Regions from separate parts of the Columba livia genome. Here region 1 is linked to region 2. The links are chromatin contacts, called in public Hi-C maps. All regions are on one chromosome and are shown on one strand. Each heading gives the region's core, a stretch centred on a gene start, on an enhancer-like site or on the middle of the called end of the contact. The rest is flanking DNA. Distances are from core to core; before and after follow the strand shown. Region 1 overlaps SLC38A10 (solute carrier family 38 member 10). Region 2 holds the start of ACTG1 (actin gamma 1).

The links. Hi-C and Micro-C count contacts between places; a contact is called where the count stands out from the background.
Region 1: a Hi-C map of liver shows a contact between it and region 2, with 1.9 times the contacts expected there. The contact joins the enhancer-like site here to the promoter of ACTG1 in region 2. A contact is called at or near these places in 2 of 2 Hi-C or Micro-C datasets (crop and liver).

Annotation. Positions count from the first base shown.
Region 1 is chr18:12,985,562-12,990,254 of bColLiv1.pat.W.v2, reverse strand. The region is part of intron 11 of SLC38A10 (solute carrier family 38 member 10); the gene reads right to left. Among named protein-coding and RNA genes, the nearest start is that of NDUFAF8, 11 kb to the left of the region's middle. Within about 2 kb of position 1,609, at least 3 of the 3 cell types and tissues checked have an H3K27ac peak away from gene starts, as active enhancers do.
Region 2 is chr18:12,921,529-12,925,985 of bColLiv1.pat.W.v2, reverse strand. ACTG1 (actin gamma 1) reads right to left here and starts at 1,405. Exons shown (of 6, transcript XM_065035082.1): 1 at 1,243-1,405; 2 at 738-870; 3 at 416-655; 4 at 1-111. The coding sequence starts at 860.

The DNA.
Region 1 (4,693 bases), core at 360-2,859, 64 kb before region 2:
AACAAACTCTTCTGTAACAAAAAAACATTCTCAACTCTTCCCCCGTTTGCCCTCCCCCGAGCGATTTCCTTCGGGGAATTAATTCTATAAACATCTTTCCATATTCCCCTCCCCCTCCGCAGGGCTGGTGCGATTTATTACAAGATGAACTCATGGGAAAGAAGAGATTGCCACAACTTCAGCTGCGTGGGCCTTACCCAAATTAGGGGGGAAAAGCCCAACAGAATGAGTACAAAGTCCTGGCCCAGAGGGATCCGCGCCAGCAGGACCCCGCGCCGGTCCAGAAACCTGGACGCTCTGGCAGCCGGTCCGGGGACGTGCGCGGGGCCGCCCGCGGTTCTCCGGCCGGGAACGACGGTGGGAGGGAAAAACAACTCGGGTTTCATGAGAAACTTGAGGCTGGTGCGCAAGGGTCGCGCTGCCCACGGAGGGAGCGCCGGGCTCGGCCAGCCGGGCAGGACCCGTCTCCTTCGGGGCGAGCGGGGCTGCGGGAGCCAGTGCCCGGCGCTGGCCGCGGGCCTGGGCAGCGGGAGGGGAGCGCCGGGCTCGGCCGCGGGTGCTCCGGCGAAGCCCCGGCCTCGCAGCAACACACAACGAATTAGTTACTCCGTCCGAGGAAAGTTTTTCCGTTAATTGGTTCATGAAGCCGGGCGGGGGCTGCGCTCGGAGGAGACGGCGGAGGAGCCGGGAACCACAACCGCGTTCCCACGGCGGACGGGAACCGCGAGCCCCGGCAGCAAGAGGAGGGGAAAGCAGAGGAGGGAGCGGGACGGCCGTCCCTGCGAGCGCCAACGGAGCGTTAAACCAGAACTGCCCCGGCTGGGGGAGCCGCAGCAGGTGAACCCCCCCCCGGGTCCGGGACACAACCCGCGGGCTGGGGAAACCCGCTGCGCAAAAAGCATCAATCGTCAATCAAGAGGCAGCCGCGTGGTCCCTGTTCTGCAAACAATGCGAGAAAAGAGCAAAACACAAACAAAACACAAACAAAAAATTAGAGTCTCCACACCATAATAAGACAAAGTTGCCTCCGAGCCATCATTTGCTCAGCAGGAAACAAAATTAAGTTCATCATCAGGGTGTGAATTAACGACCTCTCACGCTGCATGGAAATCTATAAGGGACTATATGTGGTTTGCAGAGAACAATTTTGCTCGGGATGTGTAATAACCGCTCTGTCTCGTCGCCCTCCGGGTCCCTTTGGAGCGCGGTGCAGTAACGCCGCGCCTCTCCGTGCTCTATGAGCGGCCTTGGCCTCCCCAGCGGGCTGAGCGGCTGGAAAGGCTGTTTGGTCTGCAGCGGGGGACGCGGGCGCCGGGCAGCGCCGGGGGCTTTGCTTCGCCTCGGCACAGCCCCGAGGGAACCAGGGCTCTCGGCGACCGTCGCCGCGTGGTGTGGTTTGCCAACAGCCTCTCCCGGCTGCAATAAAACTTCACGATTAGCAAGCTAAAAGCTTCCCTTCCCCCCCGCCCCTGGTTCGGGTAGCAGCAGCGCTCCCAGAAAGGCATTAAATCCTCCTATCGCTCTCGGCCACCGCAGCGACAACTGCAGCCAAAAGCTGCGTCCGCACACGCCGCTGCGGGCGGGGGTGCCAGAGGGGCCCCCGTGTGTCCCCGAGCCGAGGGGGATCCGGGGAAGGGACCGGGGGACACCGCCCCCCCGGAGCATCGCCCGGGGTTCAGGATCGGCTCGTGCCGGTTCAGCTTCAGCTTCGCTTCAACCGCTTCAGCGCAGGGAAATGGAGCAAAATCCACCAGCTCATGCTAATGAAAACGAAGAATAAGTGGGGCAGAGGGACGGGGGCAAATCGCTGTCCCCAAATGTGCCGAGCAGCCCCACGCAGGGCAGGGACGAGCCCCCCCGGGAGCCCGGCGCAGCCCCCTCTCCCTGAAACGGGTACAGATTCCACAAGGTTATCGAATGGCATCACCAAAATTAGTTCACAGTTGTCTCCCGACGCACCAGCAGTAAAAACGAACCCAAATTACAGGAGGCTGATGGCTCCTTTTCTGTGTCACAGGCGCTATTAAAAGCTCGGGTGCACAGAGCACCGGGGAGAGCCGCGGCGGATCGAGCTGTTCGGCAGCTATTAGCAGCTCCACATAATCCACATTTCACAGGCGCCGGGGGCTGCTCAGCTCGGGACGCCGCGGGGACGCAGCCGGGCAGGGCTCGTTTCTGGGGACAAACACCCAGATACGGCACAGGACAGAGGAGCCCTCGGCATCACAGCCAAACGCAGCCCCGAGTTTCGCCCGAGTCCCACGTAACACAAACCAGGAGGACACGAGGGATGGATGGAGAAGGGTCCCCAGCGCCGGGAAAGGGTGCTCTTGCACAAGGAGCGTGAATCGGGTCTTTGTTACCCGACATTGCACAACGAGAAAGAAAATGAAGCAGCGATGATCAAGTAAGAAGCTGAAAAATATTACAAAATCTTAATCCACCCCATGAGACCCTCTAGGGTGCTTTCAAATACAGAGAGAAATTGCCTAATTAGCTTTTTTTTTTTTTTAATGGATAATTGCCTTCATGAGCTTTCACAGGCAGCTTAGCAACCTTTTAACACAGGCGCACACGCCGCACGGCGCGGCAGAACATCTCTGAAAGGGGTTTTATACCTTTCCCGAAGAGCTGCTGACAGTAAACCTCCAGCAATCCAGGCAGGGGCTGTAATGGGCACTTGGGTGTCGTTAGTAAAAACACTGTTCAGACTTCGCTGGTCAATACATGTTCACATAAAAGGGCAATGTTCTAATATTCATAATCCCAGGGCCCACAGGGCAGGGTTTTAATGAAAGTCTGTACAGTTCTGGTCTCCACAACATCAAAGAGGCCAATAAAACTCCTCTCACATGCTGACAGGCAAAAGTCAGATGCTGAAGGCAGAACTGGGAAAAAGCCGCGGCGCAGCCCCCGGGTTCGGCTCGGCACGGCGGCCGGGGGCGCGGGAAGGGGCCGGGGCTCCCCCGCCCGCCCAGGAGCCGCGCGTTGCTGCCGAGCGCGGAGCCCGACGCAGCCGCGCAGGGACCGGGGCAGCGGTGCCGGGGGACGGGACGCGGCTGCCGCGGCGCTTCACAGGCTCCCGGCCCCGCAAAACACGGCGGGTGAGGCCGAGGAGCCGCGGGGGAAGAAGGGCACCGTTTACCACCCCTCATTGCTAGTCGAGCTCACAGCCCACGCAGGCACAGGGCGGCACGGGTCCACGCTTGGGGCTCTCGCAGCAGCAGCTCCCGCGTCCCCAGCGCCGGCTGCTCTGCAGGGACCTCGTCCCATTGCTCCGCGCGGCTCCGTCCCAGGGCCACAGCAGAGCCAGCAGCCCCCACTGGCAACGGGCCCTCGCTGTGCCGGGGCAGCAGAGCCCCACGGCTCCTCCTGCGGAACGTGGGAACCGCAGCGCCCACCCACCGTCCCGCCGGGGGGAATCGCTCCATCCAGCGGCAACAGGGGCTCTGGGCCGGGTGCTGGGTTCGGCAGGACGGCCGCTGTGCCACGCGGGATGAGACACCAGCGTCCCGCTCCACCGCCTCGCTTCACGGGGAGAAGAGATTTAGCAAACCCCAGCGGACACCATCTTTTATGGGACTTCTTTTCTATTTTCCCAGTCGCAAGAACATGTGTCGTTAGCGACGACTCCTGAAACGAGCAGCTGTTCTTTGGCCATTACTGCTCCAAAATTAACCAAGACGGAAGAATTCAATCGCATCCCTCCTCCCGGCCCTGCTGAGTGCGCTCGATTAAGGGATCGGGAGCATCTTGTGCTCAGGGTTGCCGGGTGTCCCCGGGAAGGACGCGCGCCGTGGGTGAACCACGAGCACATGAACCCCGCGCTGCCGGGGCCGAGCGGCCCGCGGTGAATGTTATCGGCGGCAGCACCAGCGTCTCGGAGACACTCAAAGCTGCTCAGCGGGAACGCGGCCAACAACCGGGAGGGAGGATAATCTCCAGAAGAGACAAGCCCCTTTCTCGCTTCCGTTCTCAATCTCTGTGAGGATATTTCAAGGCCTCCAAAGAACATAAAAAAAAAAGAGGAAAAGGAAAAAAAAAAGCAGGAGCAGAAGCGAGCAAAAATAAAATAAAGGCACAGGCCACGGGCGCAGACGAGGGGCAGCGCGAGGTCAGGAGACACCTGCTCGCCGTGGCCTTGCAGGGCCAGCCTGCAGCTGGGGCCGGGCCGGACCCGCCGTAATTCCATCAACGGCCACAGCAAACAAACAATAAATAACCTGAGCCAGTAAACAAAGCTGAGGCATAATCACAGGCTTTGTCAGAGCTCAAACCCAATCCAAATTTATATCCTCACAACCAAAAAAAAAAAGTCAGTGCCCATAAATTTACATACCTTTGAGTGCAGTGAATGGCTGCTCCTGGAACAGCGGAGAAGGCGCTGGCAGGAGCGGTGGGACCGGCCCCGCTTGGGGACCCGCACCCCCTGCACAGGTGGCCAGCGCGGAGCTGTATGTACCACCCCGACCAGGAGATCGCACTCTGTCCCCCCGGGGACCCCGGTCCCACAGCAGCTCCCTTCCCAAACGAACCTCCCACACGGCACCCGGAGCTCACACCGGGCTTTTCCAGGGGTAAAGCTGCGGCTTTTCTCAGGAAAAGTCCCCAGGATGCTGGGGAGACGCACAGAGCTGCCTGGAAGAGACCCCGCTTCCACCACGCTTCTTTAGAACACGTTTTCCTAAAGAGC
Region 2 (4,457 bases), core at 156-2,655:
ACCATCCCCGGAGTCCATAACAATACCAGTGGTACGACCAGAGGCATACAGGGACAGCACAGCCTGGATGGCCACATACATGGCCGGGGTGTTGAAGGTCTCAAACATGATCTGCAACAAAAAGGAAAAAACAATCAGTTAACACCAAGTAGTGAGCTGGGTCACTCACACCCAGGTGAGAACACACATGCTGACATGCAAAAAAATCCCCAGTGTGTGAAGGAAAAAGCAAAGAATGCAGGCAGAAACACAAATGAAAGAAACCTGAGGCGTCAGGGGAGAAATGCCGGGAGTACAGAACCCTGGAAATGTTGGGAGAAAAAGAAAAAACAAACTCAGGTTTAAGATGTCATAACGAAAGGAGGTTTGTGAATGAAATGAGAGCGAGGAGTAGCCACCAGGCAAGCAACCGTACCTGCGTCATCTTCTCTCTGTTGGCCTTGGGGTTCAAGGGAGCCTCTGTGAGCAGCACAGGGTGCTCCTCAGGAGCCACACGCAGCTCATTGTAGAAGGTGTGGTGCCAGATCTTCTCCATGTCATCCCAGTTGGTGACGATGCCGTGCTCGATGGGGTACTTCAGGGTGAGGATGCCCCTCTTGCTCTGCGCCTCGTCCCCCACGTAGCTGTCCTTCTGCCCCATGCCCACCATCACGCCCTGGGGAGCCCAGAGTGAGTCAGCGCCCGCCTGCCGGCAGCACCGCCCCGGCCCGCCCTCCCCGCCGCTCCCTCCCGCCTACCTGGTGCCGGGGGCGCCCGACGATGGAGGGGAACACGGCGCGGGGAGCGTCGTCCCCGGCGAAACCGGCCTTGCACATACCGGAGCCATTGTCGATGACGAGGGCGGCGATCTCCTCTTCCATGGTGGAGTCCCTGTGGCGGGGGGGAGGGGGACCGGTCAGCGCAGCCGCCCCGGGAGGCCGCCCCCCCCTCCCGCCCCGCCGGGACGAGCCCCGGGCCGCCCCCCCATCCCGGTGCCGCTTGAATCTCCCGCGCCCTGACGTCACCGCCACCGCCGCCAATCGCGCCGCGCCCGCCACACACACACCCTCAACGTCCCATTCAAACGGACGAGACCATTCCACCACGGCGGGGGGCACGGGGGAAACGCATGGGGGAGTACGCGACCACAGCCCACCCCAGCCGGGACCGAGCTCGCCACCCCCCCCAGGGACTGCAGGAGAAGGGGGCGGAAGGGGTGTGGGCCACGCCCCGTGGCCGGTGCCGCGGGGCCGGTGCCAGTACCTGTGCGGGGGAAGCTGCTCTCGGCGCTGAGGAGACGGTACCACTTAGTCCGCTGCCGCCGGCTGAGTGAGACCGTCCCGTTCCCAGCCCCGCGCTTTTATACCCAGGGGGCGACGGCCCCACCCTCCCGGCCGAGAACATCGCCATATATGGAGATCTTTCAGAAACACGCGTTCTCATTGGCTGGCGCGGCACCGACCACGTGGGGCGGCTGCCGGGCTGCCCCCGCCCCACAGCACCCCGGAACCTGCATGGGGCAAAGTGGGGGGGGGCGGTGGGACCCCCGGCCCCGGCGGGGACCCCCGGCCGCAGCGCCCGGCAGCACCCCCGGCAGCGCCGGGCACCCCCACCGAGCTCCGGACATCCCCGGGCGGCAGCCGGTCCCCCCCGGTAGCGCCAGGCCGCCGCGGGCCTTGCCGGGCCGGGCCCCGCACCCCGAAGGTGGCACCTCGCCCCCCCCCGGGCAGCGCCGGGCACCCCCACCCCGGGCAGCACGTGCACGGCCTCAGGCAGCACGTGCACCCCTCGGGCAGCGTGTGCACCCCACCCGCTCGATGTGCACCCCACTGATGGCATGTGCACCCCACCCACCGCACCCCCGTGCAGCACCAGGCACCCCCATCCACTGCACTGGGCAGCACCCGCAACCCCCCAGCACCTGCACCCCACCGGCAGCACCGGGAGCCCCTCTGTGCCCATCACCCCACAGCAGCACCCCCAGCCGCGCTCTGCACCCTGCTTGCCCCCGGCTGCACCCCCAGGCTCAGCAGCACTGCCCCCCAGAGCCCCGTGCACCCCAGCAGCGCTGTGTGCCCATCGCACCCCCATAGGTGACACCACGGATCCTATAGCTCATGCGCCAGCACGTGCATCCCACGGCCATCGGCACCCCTGGCGGCACCCCCGCCTGCTCGCGCTCCTGCCAGCACCCAGAGACAGGCCGTGCCGCCGGTGCAGCGCGGTGCACCCTGCGGACAGCACCCCCATCCCGCTCCCTGCAGACAGCACCCCGGCAGTGCCCCCCACCCGCAGCACCGCACAGCCACGCTGGGGCACCCCAGAAGCTCTGCCTCAGCTCCAACGCTGCTGCACGCCCACGGCTGGTGCTGACATCCCACGGAGGGTGCTGTGCACCCCACGGACGGCACCGGGCCTGGTGATGGTGTCCTCCACAGACACCCCCGGCTGCACTGCCCCACTTAGAGCGTGTCCGCCCAGCAGCCCCTGACCCCACCGGCCCAGGCCCTGCTTGTGCCCGAGCCCCCGTGGCCAGGGGGTGCCGTGGGCTGTGCACCCCGTGTGCCGCGGGGTGCCGTGGGCACTGCTCACACCAGTGCACTGTGCCGCAGACCTGTGTGCCGTGCGGGGACTCCTGCTCCACGCTGGGTAGCCATGTGTCGTGTCAGGTAGCCACGCACGATGCCAGAGAGCCGCATGCCATGCCACCGACACGGATCTCGTGCTCCCAGCCCCACTGTGGCGGTCGGGCAGGTGCAGGTGGTGGCTCCGGCCTCGCCACCACCCGTGTCCGTGTGTGGAGCAGTGGCAGGAGCTCATGTCTCCGGAGGGATTCCCAGCACTGCCAGGGGACAAAATGCTGCACGCTCAGGCCCTCCCCAGCCACCCCGGCACCGCCGGCGCCTGAGCCTGGATGGGTGTCGTGGGGCTGTCAGCGGCGCAGCGGCAGCTGCGGGGCGCCAAGGGGTGCTGGGGTGCCAGGCGCTGGGTGGGCATGGGGGCCCCTGTGCGGGTCCCTGCACAGCTCGGGGGGTCTCACGTCCCCCCGCCAGCACCGAGCAGCCAGCCTGGCCCTGTGTCCCATGGGGCTGGTGGCCGGGTGGGCATTGTCACCTCGGGCTGGGGGTCTGGCTCAGGGGGGCTGTGCAGGTGACATCTCCCACCCCAGGGTGGGGGGACCGGTGTGGGCAGCCCCGCCCGTGAGCCGGGACCCCCGGGGCCACGGACACTTGGGGGCTCCCGGGCAGGACGCAGTGGGGGGACGAACGCGACGCTGCGGGGACGGATCCCGGGGGAGGCGCTGCCGGGGGGTCGGGGCGGTGCCGGGTCCCTGCCCCGGCTCTTCCTCCTGCCCAAACAAGGCAGCCCCGGCGGCCGATGAGTAAGGGCGGGCAGGGCCGGGGGCCGGGGTGTCCCCGCCGTGGGGGCGGGCGCAGGCAGCGCGTCCCGGCCGTATTAGGAGCGATCGGGCCGGTGGCAGCGGGACGCCCGGCCCCGACACCGCCCCGCGGGGACCTCGGGCCGGGCAGGGGGAGCGGGAGCAGCAGGAGGAGGAGGAGGAGGAGGAAGGCGCCGCGCCCGGCCCGCCCCGCCGTGATGCGGGGTGTCCGTCCCCCCGCCCGCCTGTGCGCAGCCTCCGTCGCCGTGGTGACACAGTCACCGTCCCCTCCCGTCGCCGTGGTGACGGGCGGATGGGGTGATGGGGTGGGGTCCCCAAGGATCCAGCCGGACACCCCCCGCCACGACACCCCTCCCGACCCCGGCACCCCCCGTTCCCCACCTCAGCCCCACCCCGAACCCCAACCCCAAATCGCTGCCCTGACCCCCCTGGGCTGCTGGGGTTCGGCTGAGCCCCCCCATACACCAGCCCCCCACCACGGCTGGGACCGCGGGCGGGGGGGTCCAGTCAGCCCAGGACCCCCCAGCCCTCCCGGGAAGGGTGTTGGATGGAAACCGGGGTGGGGCCACCCAGCCCCCTGCGATGCCCGGGCAGGGGGTGTCACAAGCCGTCAGGGCTCAGAAGCCGCCCCCCCGGGGAGATGGGCTGGGGGTGGCACGGGGAGGGGTCTGGCTGTCCCCAGGCCCGGGGATGTAAGGACGGGCTGCGGCTGTGGGGCAGGGCCCGGCAGGGACCCGCCATGGGAACCTGACCCCCCGGGGGGGCCGGCACCTATAAATGCAGCTCCCGGCTGCTCTGCCGGGCAGGTGCTGGTGAGCGCGCACCGGGAGCCGGCACTGCCGCCCTGCCAGAGCCTGGGACCCCCGCCCCTGCGGGACCCTGACCCACTTATCCCCCCCAGCCCGAAAGCCGACCCGTATCCGTTTCGACAGGGGTCAGTTACACTGCGCTGGGCAGCGCAGCTGCGGCTCGAATAACGCAGCGGCTGGGGGCCCGTGGCACCCCCGGTGCGGTAAGAGAGAGCCTGGCCATGAAAAAGTCATGAGGCAAACAATCCCCGGGACCTATTTTCGGGAAC